Linked DNA regions of Sus scrofa: region 1 is linked to region 2. Evidence: chromatin contacts called from public Hi-C data. All regions are on one chromosome and are shown on one strand. Each heading gives the region's core, a stretch centred on a gene start, on an enhancer-like site or on the middle of the called end of the contact. The rest is flanking DNA. Distances are from core to core; before and after follow the strand shown.

Region 1 (4,518 bases), core at 1,162-3,661, 170 kb before region 2:
TACCAAGGCATTATAAAACATATATATATTTTTTGTTTGTTTGTTTGTTTTTCTAGGGCCGCACCTGCGGCATATGGAGGTTCCCAGGCTAGGGGTCTAATCGGAGCTGTAGCTGCCGGCCTACACCAGAGCCACAGCAACTCGGGATCCGAGCCGCATCTGCGACCTACACTACAGCTCATGGCAACACCGGATCCCTAACCCACCGAGCGAGGCCAGGGATTGAACCTGAAACCTCATGGTTCCTAGTTGATTCATTAACCACTGAGCCACAATGGGAACTCCCTATAAAACATAATTTTAAATGTTTCTTATGTGCGCTGAGGGTTTGGGATGGAAATGCTATAAAATTTGGTTGTGATTATTGTTGTACACCTATAAATGTAATAAAATTCATTAATTAAAAAAATGTTTCTTGGGAGTTCCTGTCGTGGCGCAGTGGTTAACGAATCCGACTAGGAACCATGAGGTTGCGGATTTGGTCCCTGCCCTTGCTCCGTGGGTTAACGATCCGGCGTTGCCGTGAGCTGTGGTGTAGGTTGCAGACACGGCTCGGATCCCGCGTTGCTGTGGCTCTGGCGTAGGCCGGTGGCTACAGCTCCGATTCGACCCCTAGCCTGGGAACCTCCATATGCCGTGGGAGTGGCCCAAGAAATAGCAAAAAGACAAAAAAAAAAAAATGTTTCTTGTGGAGAAAGGCGAAATGCTTATGGCCCACAAAAATCAGACATTTAAAAAAACCCACAGGAGTTCCCATCGTGGCTTAGTGGTAACAAACCCAACTAGATCAAGTTGGTTTGATCCCTAGCCTCACTCAATGAGTTAAGGATCTGGTGTTGCTGTGAGCTGTGGTGTAGGTTGCAGACGCAGATTAAATCCCACGTGGCTGTGGCTGTGGTGAGGCTGTCAGCTGCAGCTCCAATTCGACCCCTAGCCTGGGAACCTCCATATGCCGCAGGTGGGGCCCTAAAAAAACCCCACACACATACATACCAAAAAACCCACAAAAAAACAAACCCCAAAACAAAAACCACAGATGTGAGACTGCAAGGGTGCAAGCAAGTGGTCAGTAGGAAGTGGCAGCCATGGGCACAGAGCGGGAGCTGGGGCTCTGGGACAGAATTGTTGGTGGCAGAGCCTGGGGCGGCTCTCTAGGTGCTTAGGTTATTCCTGTGCCCTAGGTCTGTCACGCTTCCACCAACATCCAGAGTCAGTCGAGGTGGAGGGGGTGGGGCCACCTGCTTCCAGTGCCTGATCCGGGGGTGCCGGAGTCTGCCATTTCCTGGGAGCACAATGGCACCACTTTGAGTACTGCCCATCACCGGTGAGCACCAGCCAGGAGTGTGGCGGGGTGGCAGGCTGTGGGCCACCACACAACCACAGACCCCTGACTTCTGCATCCTCAGGGTGATGCTGCTGCCGCCTGGTGGCATCCTCCACATCACCAGTGTGGGCCAGGCTGACATGGGCATTTACTGCTGTATGGCACGAAATGTGGCCAATGCCTGCCACAGCCAGGATGCTCAGCTGACCTTGAAGGGTAAGCAAGGGCTAGGGAATCAGAATGGGCACTGGGCAGAGAGGAGGGTGTGAGAGCTGGTGCCACTGGGAGTGGATGTGGCTGATGTGGTTGTATATGGTACAGATACTTTTGCACGCTGGCCGTACATGAGGACTGTGCTGGGTGTGGGAATACAGCAGTAAGCAGATAGAACAGGCTGGGTGCATCGATAGCTTCCCAGAGCTTGCAACTGAATAGAGAGGGAAGTGGGGTGGGAACCCAGGGCAGACGCCTCTAACCCAGCCTTGGGCTGTGGTCAGGGGCCTTGGGAGAAAGCTATACCAAGCTGGGTGTTGAAGGGTGAGCAGGGAGGTAGGTCAAGGTCAGAGAGGTGGGGAGGGTGGCATCCCTGGCACTGCCTTGTGCAAAAGTTCAAGGATGAGAAAAGCACGGTTCATGCAGGCAGTTCCATGCTGCAGTTCCATAGAATGGGCAGAATTCAGGGTAACAAAGAAATGGTGTGGGTAAGGTAGGTGAGGCCCTTCATGAAAAGGAATTTGGACTTGATCCAGAGAGCAGTGGGGGCCCTTGATGGGTGTAGAGTGGTGGGCTTCTGTGTCTTAGCTGGGAGTGGATGCTGGGGTGTTGCTTGCATGTTCATGTGTGTACGTTTGCACGTTTCCTCCTGAGGATAAGGATGAAAATAGCTTTGTACCTGAGGTGAGACATCAAAAATGACCCCAAATGCAGACCAAGTGGGGCGGGAGAATTTGGGGCCTAAGGTAAGGGTCACAGAGGAGCCTAAGAAGAATTGGCACCTAGCAGGAAACTGAGGTAAGACTGATGCCAGAGTCTGAAGCCCAGATGCCAATGGGGATGTGAGAGGAAGGCATGCCTGAATCATCCACTAGGGGGCCCCACGGTATAGCTAACTAGTGAATCTTGGGCAAGCATTGAGGTGCCTCCACGTGGACTTTGAAAACCTCTGACAGAATTTCACCAAAGGCTGCTTGTTAAACTGAAGATGGAAAGGGGGCATCTATTGTGTCTCTGATCTGGACTACCTCAAAACCGAAAGCAGGGTGGGGAATCAGGGCCCCCTCCTTGAGAGTAGCGAGAAAAGCCTAGCCTGGGTGGGGTTCCTCTGGCCTTCTACTTCCTGTTCCCATCAACCATCTGGAGCAGGAGGGCAGGGCAGGATGCTAGGCTTCCATGATGATCAGGGCTCCTGGCCAAGTGCCAAGTTATCGGGCAGGCACAGGTCCTCCATCCTGCTGCCTGTGGAAGCAGGGAAATAAATGGCCAGAGAGCTTCAGGCAAATGAGAAGAGGCAGGTACCTGTTGGGAGCAGAGGATCAACCAGTAACTGAGGGTTCGTGGGCTGCCTAAATGTCGGAAAGGGGCCAGGGTCAGCATAGACTCTTCCGCCGGGACAGGAGCTGGAGATTGAGGCCCCCGACCATTCATTCCTAAAGCAACTTCTCTGGGGCAGGCCTTACCCTGGGTAGGAAGCAAGGATACGGAATTTCCCAGACTTCTGAGTGCACAGTGGCAGGAGGGGTATGCGGTCAGCTGTCTAGTGCCAGATTTGAGTCCCACCTCTGCTAGTCCCTCTGATGTTGAATAAGTTACTTAAGCTCCATGGCACTTGGCTTTCTCATCTGTAAATTTGGAGAAATAAAAGCTCTGGCCTCACAGGCTTTTCAGGGGGATGATGCATGTGGCACTCAGAGTATAATGCCTGTGGAAGGGTTTAGCCAGGGAAAGGTGAAGGGTTATTATATGGACCAGCTCACTGAACAGTCTGACCAGGGGGAATACAACCCTTTTGGCCAAGGTAGTCCATAGCCTGAACTAGAGCTTATGGGAGACAAACTGAGGAGTGCCTGGCCCAAAGTAGGCCCTCAATATATGATGGCAGGATGAATGAGTGAAATAGTATTCTAGGCCTTGAGGGAGCCTTAAAGATGTGGAAGACTTTATACCAGTCCTTGAGAAACTTTCATTTTATTTTTAAAAAATTAAAAAAATGTTGGCCCTGCCTGGGTGCAGTGGGAAGAGTTCTGTTTCCTGATTCCTCAACTTGCTGTTTTTACCCCGCAGTGGGATCCCCACAGCTGCTGCAGGAACTCGAGATCCTGTCTGGGCCTCAGAACCTGACTCTCAAGGTATACTGAACAGCAGTGCTGGAGTGCATCACCACAGGCCACCCATGGCCATTAGTCTGCTGGCGCTGCCTGGGTGCGCAGCCACCCTGCCCTGCTTCCCAGAGCCCCCAGCCCTTTGCCTTTCCCCAGCTCTGACCCCTGGCCTCCCCACAGACAGCTGCCCCATCAGAAGGCATCCAAGTCCTGGGCACTGGGAACCCCATGATCTCTGATGTGTCGGTTTAGCACTGGGGCACCTACGTCTGTGCAGCCAATTGGCCAGGCACCCGGGTCTGACACACAGCTCAGGGTGTCCTGCTTGTGCAGGGTGAGCCCCCAGGGCTGGCTGGAGAGAGTCCCGGGGCACCCCATCCCCCCAAGGGAACCTGGTTGGGAAGAGGGACAGGAAGAGGACAAGAGGCTGGACCTCATGGCACCTTCCACCTGCCATTGCCTGCCCAGCTCCCCCTGAGTTTGTCCAGTGGCCACAGTCCTTGTCCAAGCCTCCAGGCAACAGTGCCATCTTCACCTGCGTGGCCCAAGGCGTCCCAGAGCCCCCGTTGGTCTGGTTGAAGAATGGAAAGGGGCGGAGTCCTGGGGATAACCTTCAGCTGACCCACAACAACAGCTACCGAGGTACCCCTGTCCCACTCCTCCACCCTGCCTGACCGCCGAGGTCCCCTCACCTGCCCCCATACAATACACCTACATACAATACCTACACTTGCTCTTCACAAACCACACAACCCCCCTGCAAGTACCCCCCACTCACAGAAGGCTCTGCCCTGCCCGTTCCATATAATCAATGCCTACGCACAGCTGGTGTCCTTCTGTCTCTGGTCAGGTCTGTGGGTCTTGCCACCCCACTGG
Region 2 (4,658 bases), core at 1,289-3,788:
ATCTTCACTTTATCCTTGCCAGATGTGTTTCATTGTCTCTACTTTACAAATGAGGAAACAGACTCAGGGAGGCCAAATAACTAATGATGGTCATTCTGTAGCAGAACCAGGATTGAACCACACATTCTGCTCTTATCTACTGTATCATAATGCCTCCATTAAGCCTACTATGGAACCCCCGTCCTCATGGGTACTAATTGGATTCCTTACCACTAGGCCATGGCGGGAACTCCCAGAAATGGATTTTTTGTTTGTTTGTTTGTCTTTTTGCCTTTTCTAGGGCCGCTTACCGTGGCATATGGAGGTTCCCAGGCTAGGGGTCAAATTGGAGCTGTAGCCACCGGCCCACACCTCAGCTCACAGCAACACTGGATCCTTAACCCACTGAGCAAGGCCAGGGATCGAACCCACATTCTTAGTTCATAGCCAGATTCGTTAACCACTGCGCCACGACGGGAACTCCCAGAAATGGATTTTAAAAAGTGCTGGAAGCAGCCATGGGGAAAGGGAGCGAAAAGAGGCAAACTAGAAGGGAAATGGTTATAAAAGGTAAATGAGGAAGTCTGGTTTAGAAATCCTGGGGAGGGGGGTGGTTTGGAGTTCCTGTTATGGCTCAGCGGAAATGAATCTGATTAGCATCCTTGAGGACGCAGTTCAATCCCTGGCCTTGCTCAGTGGGTTAAGGATCCGGCATTGCTGTGACCTGTGGTCTAAGATGTAGCTTGGATCCTGCGGTTGCTGTGGCTGTGGTGTAGGCCCTCGGCTACATCTCCAGTTCAACCCTAGCCTGGGAACCTCCATATGCAGAGGGCGCAGCCCTAAAAATACAAAAAAAAAAAAAAAAAAAAAGAAGAAGAAGAAAAGAAATCCTGTGGGAGGTTCACTCACCAGACTTGCAGTTTGATCTTTTTCCCCTCTATATCCACAGTGCGAATCTTGAAATCAATTCCTAAGGGTGGAGAATATACACTGAAATTGAGACATGAATGTATATGCACGTCAAAGTGTGTGGTGAGATAGACAGGAATCGAGCAGGAGCAGTGCCAGCAATTCTGCAGGGAGGCACTTGGGAAGCAATCTTGGAGGCAGTGCAAAACGAGGAGGATTTTCTCAAAGCTGTATGTGTAGAGCAAACATACTGTTTTTACAATCAAAAGTAAAGCACATTGATTTTATGGATTTTGTGGGGGAAGGCGATGAAAATTCTGCTGGGAGTCTTAAGGCGTTTAAGGCACTTCTTGGGTCCACTCAGCCATGTCAGCTGACAACTGTCTTAATTCAATTTGTCTCCTCCAAAATATTACTTTCAGATTTTTCCTCTGTTTTCTTAGAACCCTCTACTCTTGGTTCTCCCACCTACCCTCCTGGCCCTAAGGGTAAAGAGCGAGAAAAAAGGTAGCTGATGCCAATCTATGCGAATTAACTCCTAAACCAAATTTGCAACCGAGAAAGCTTGGGGCTAAACAAGATTCCCTCAGAGACTGACTTAGGAGAGAGGGGCATTTTCCCCTCCCCTTTCTAACCAGGATTATCTTGAGACTCTCCTTGTCTTATTTCCCAGGCCAGAGATCCAGAACCAGGAGAGGGGAGGGGGGAAACAGTGTCCTTAGGGCAAACTTGTGCACCTCCCCCAAGCCTGTTGGGAGCTCCAGGGAGGAGGCTGAGTCACCAGGCTGACTCAGAGACCCCAAAAGTCCCCTCACTCCCACCTTCCTCACCAGGCTGATTGGATATTCATGATCACAGTCCTTGGGCCACTTTCCAGCACACCCGGCCACTCCGTTCCATCCTCCCCAACCCCCTACTAAGTTGAGAGGCAGGGAGGGTGGAAAGTAGACCGTAAGATGGGGATGCAATTGGGAGAGTGTGCCACTCAGGAGGACGGAAAGAGGTTAGCAGAACTGGGAGCCAGATGTTCAAGGAGAGTGTATACAGGAAACATGGAGAGGGGTCAAGAGTTCTAGGTGGGTGGGGGTGGGGAACAGGAGCTGAGAGAAAAATGGCCTTCGTGTGGATTTGGGAAGGCAAGGGAGACAGGTGGCACCAAGAAAACCAGGGATTGGCACCACCGAGCAGTTATCTGGAGGTCTCAGAGAGGTTAGAGGTCCGGGTGCCATCCAGAGACGCATAAGGGGGACGGGTCTGAGACAGGGGTTGAGGGGCTGGAGTTTAGAAGCCTGACTCTAAGGAGGCAGTTGTGGGCCACTAGTAACCCCAGAGCCTGAAGATGAGGGCCCCGGGGGGAGTCGGGATCTAGGGTATCGCCAGTGGGCTCACCGATGGTGGAGATGTATGTGTTGTTGAAGTTGTCCTCTGCAAAGCGAATGATCAGACAAGTCTTGCCCACCCCCGAGTCCCCGATCAGCAGCAACTTGAAGAGGTGGTCGTAGGCTTTGGCCATGGCGGACACTGGGGGTGCCGGGGGAGGGGTGGGGAAGCGCCGGGCACCGGGAGGCGGGATTGGAGGGGTGGCCGACTGAGCGGCCGGGAGCCCAGGCCAGGAAGTTTTCCTCCCTCTCCGCCCAGGCTCCGGGAAAAAGGAGAGGCGGCCCTCCTCTGGGCCCCACCCCCTGCCCGCCCACCCCTTTCTGCGGGCCGAGGAAGCCAGCCCAACCTTCAGCTCTCCAGGCTTTCCCTTCTGGAGCAACGTTGGCCTGTTTCTCTAATCGATTCCTCCAGCTTTTGGCTTGCCATCGTTCCCCTCTTTTGACTTCATTCTTCTAGACTGAGGCCAGGAAGGCTAGGGGGAAGTAAAGTAGAGATGTAATCAAAATGACCAGGGGAAGAGGAAGGAAAGGGAATGTTTGGGGGAATAAGGGTGAAGGCTAGGATAACGCTGGGAGTTGGCAAAAATTGGGGATTTTTGGAGGGGCGACTCAAGGAAAATAGAACCGTTCTATTTTCTAGAAGGGGCAGTTCTAGAATTCTGGTGTTATTGTTCCAAGCCCTTAGTTTCAGAATCCCAACTTCATTTGAAAAAAGCGGGATGCTTGGAGTAGGTGGCTATTTGTTGAGTCAGTCTGCCCCCTGGTGGCACAGAGTGAAAAATTGAAATTAACAGTACCATCGAATCAGTCCCCCACCCCCACCCCGCTTCCACCATCACCTCCATCCCTAGCTGCGTGCACCCGCACCCTTCACCTAGATACATTCTGGAGCTTCATTTTGAACAGTCTTCCTTCTGGGACCCTGTGTGTGAATTCTCTGAGAAGCCAGCTCAAGAAGACAGAGATGGAGACCACAAGTCTCTGGCCTCATTCTTTTGATGAATGTGGATCTTTTAACACAGCCCTGAGGCAATACTCCTAACACCTCACTGAACAGACTGTGAATGTGTAGCCTTGGCAACCTGGAAGCTGAAATGCAGAGAACATGGCTATAAAGAAACTAGTTTATCTTTGCCTTTGGAAAAAATTCTTCAAAATATCTGCTTTTCTTACAGTGGGTCGGTAGAATAGTTCTTGTACGATGCACTGGTTGAGAGGGCATCTTTGTCACTTATTCCTGTCACCTTCTGTGCCGATGCTTGTCCCTTCTCAAATACAATTATTCAGTCCCCATTTGTCCTTTATCCCATCATCCATTATGTCTTCAAGCTTCATGACAAAGCTTGAGTGTTCTTTACTTCTCTTCTCTGGTCAAATTATCTCTCCTTGGTCCTTTAAACGATTCTTCAGTTTTCATGTACTGTTCTGAAAATCCATCAGTTCTTTTTGTTTTGTTTCTTTGTTTTGTCTTTTTAGGGCTGCACTCATGGCAAATGGTTCCCAGGCTAGGGGTCATATCAGAGCTGCAGCTGCCGGCTAACACCACAGCCACAGCAATGCCAGATCCAAGCTTTGTCTGCAACCTACACCACAGCTCATGGCAAAGCTGGATCCTCAACCCACTGACCAGGGCCAGGGATGGACCTTGCATCCTCATGGATACTAGTTCGTTCTTAACCCACTGAGCCACAGTGGGAACTCCTCTATCAGTTCATTTTTGTTTAATTTTATTTTGTCTGGATCTGAACTTTTCATCCCCGCCAATATCTTATTCTTGTTCACCTCTCTAAATTGTATTTAATCTGGTGCATACACGCTTTCACTGGAACCCCATCTTCATAGTACTCTCTCCTTAGCTCTCAGAGCTTCTGCAACACTGCCTTCCCTCCACCTCCCAATTTTGGCAGGTTCATTCTGGCCTTGGTTTTGTATTCACAAGCTTTTCCCTCAGCCTAAAATACTATATCCCTCCAGATTGTTGCTAGGTTGATTCCCTGTCTTTCAAATTTCAGCTTAAATGTCACTTCTTTAGAGGTTTTTCCTGCCCAGCAGTATTGTGTTGGAACCAATTCTTTTTTTTTTCTTGGCCATGTCCAGGCCAGGGATCAAAGCTGCACCACAGGAGCAACCCCCCAGCTGCTGCAGTGACAACACTGATCCTTAACCTGCTGTACCACAAGGGAACTCCTAGAACCAATTCTTACTGGCTCATGAGAACAGACTATGCTTATCTCTTCCCAAATCTGTGTTTAATAATGTCACATTGGTAGTCCAAAACTGGTCATAGTGAGAGTATTTACAGCACCGAAATTAGCAAAGACAGCAAATCAGGGCTCGCCTCCATAAAGCCAGTTGTTAAAGTTTTACCAGCACACTTTTGACTGGAACTAT

What was found. A called contact is a pair of places that touch in the nucleus more often than the background predicts.
Region 1: a Hi-C map of subcutaneous adipose tissue shows a contact between it and region 2, with 3 times the contacts expected there. The contact joins the enhancer-like site here to the promoter of RAB13 in region 2. A contact is called at or near these places in 4 of 5 promoter capture datasets (fetal liver, fetal skeletal muscle, liver and 1 more), 33 of 47 Hi-C or Micro-C datasets (adipose tissue, alveolar macrophages, blood and 16 more) and 2 of 2 datasets of contacts at active chromatin or transcription factors (alveolar macrophages and skeletal muscle).

Annotation. Positions count from the first base shown.
Region 1 is chr4:95,871,479-95,875,996 of Sscrofa11.1, reverse strand. No RefSeq gene overlaps it. Among named protein-coding and RNA genes, the nearest start is that of SLC27A3, 30 kb to the left of the region's middle. Within about 2 kb of position 2,411, at least 24 of the 83 cell types and tissues checked have an H3K27ac peak or open chromatin away from gene starts, as enhancers often do. A contact at or near this core is called in adipose tissue, alveolar macrophages, omental adipose tissue and 2 more, where this site is marked.
Region 2 is chr4:95,702,973-95,707,630 of Sscrofa11.1, reverse strand. RAB13 (ras-related protein Rab-13) reads right to left here and starts at 2,538. Exons shown (of 8, transcript XM_013997080.2): 1 at 2,278-2,538; 2 at 889-949. The coding sequence starts at 2,401.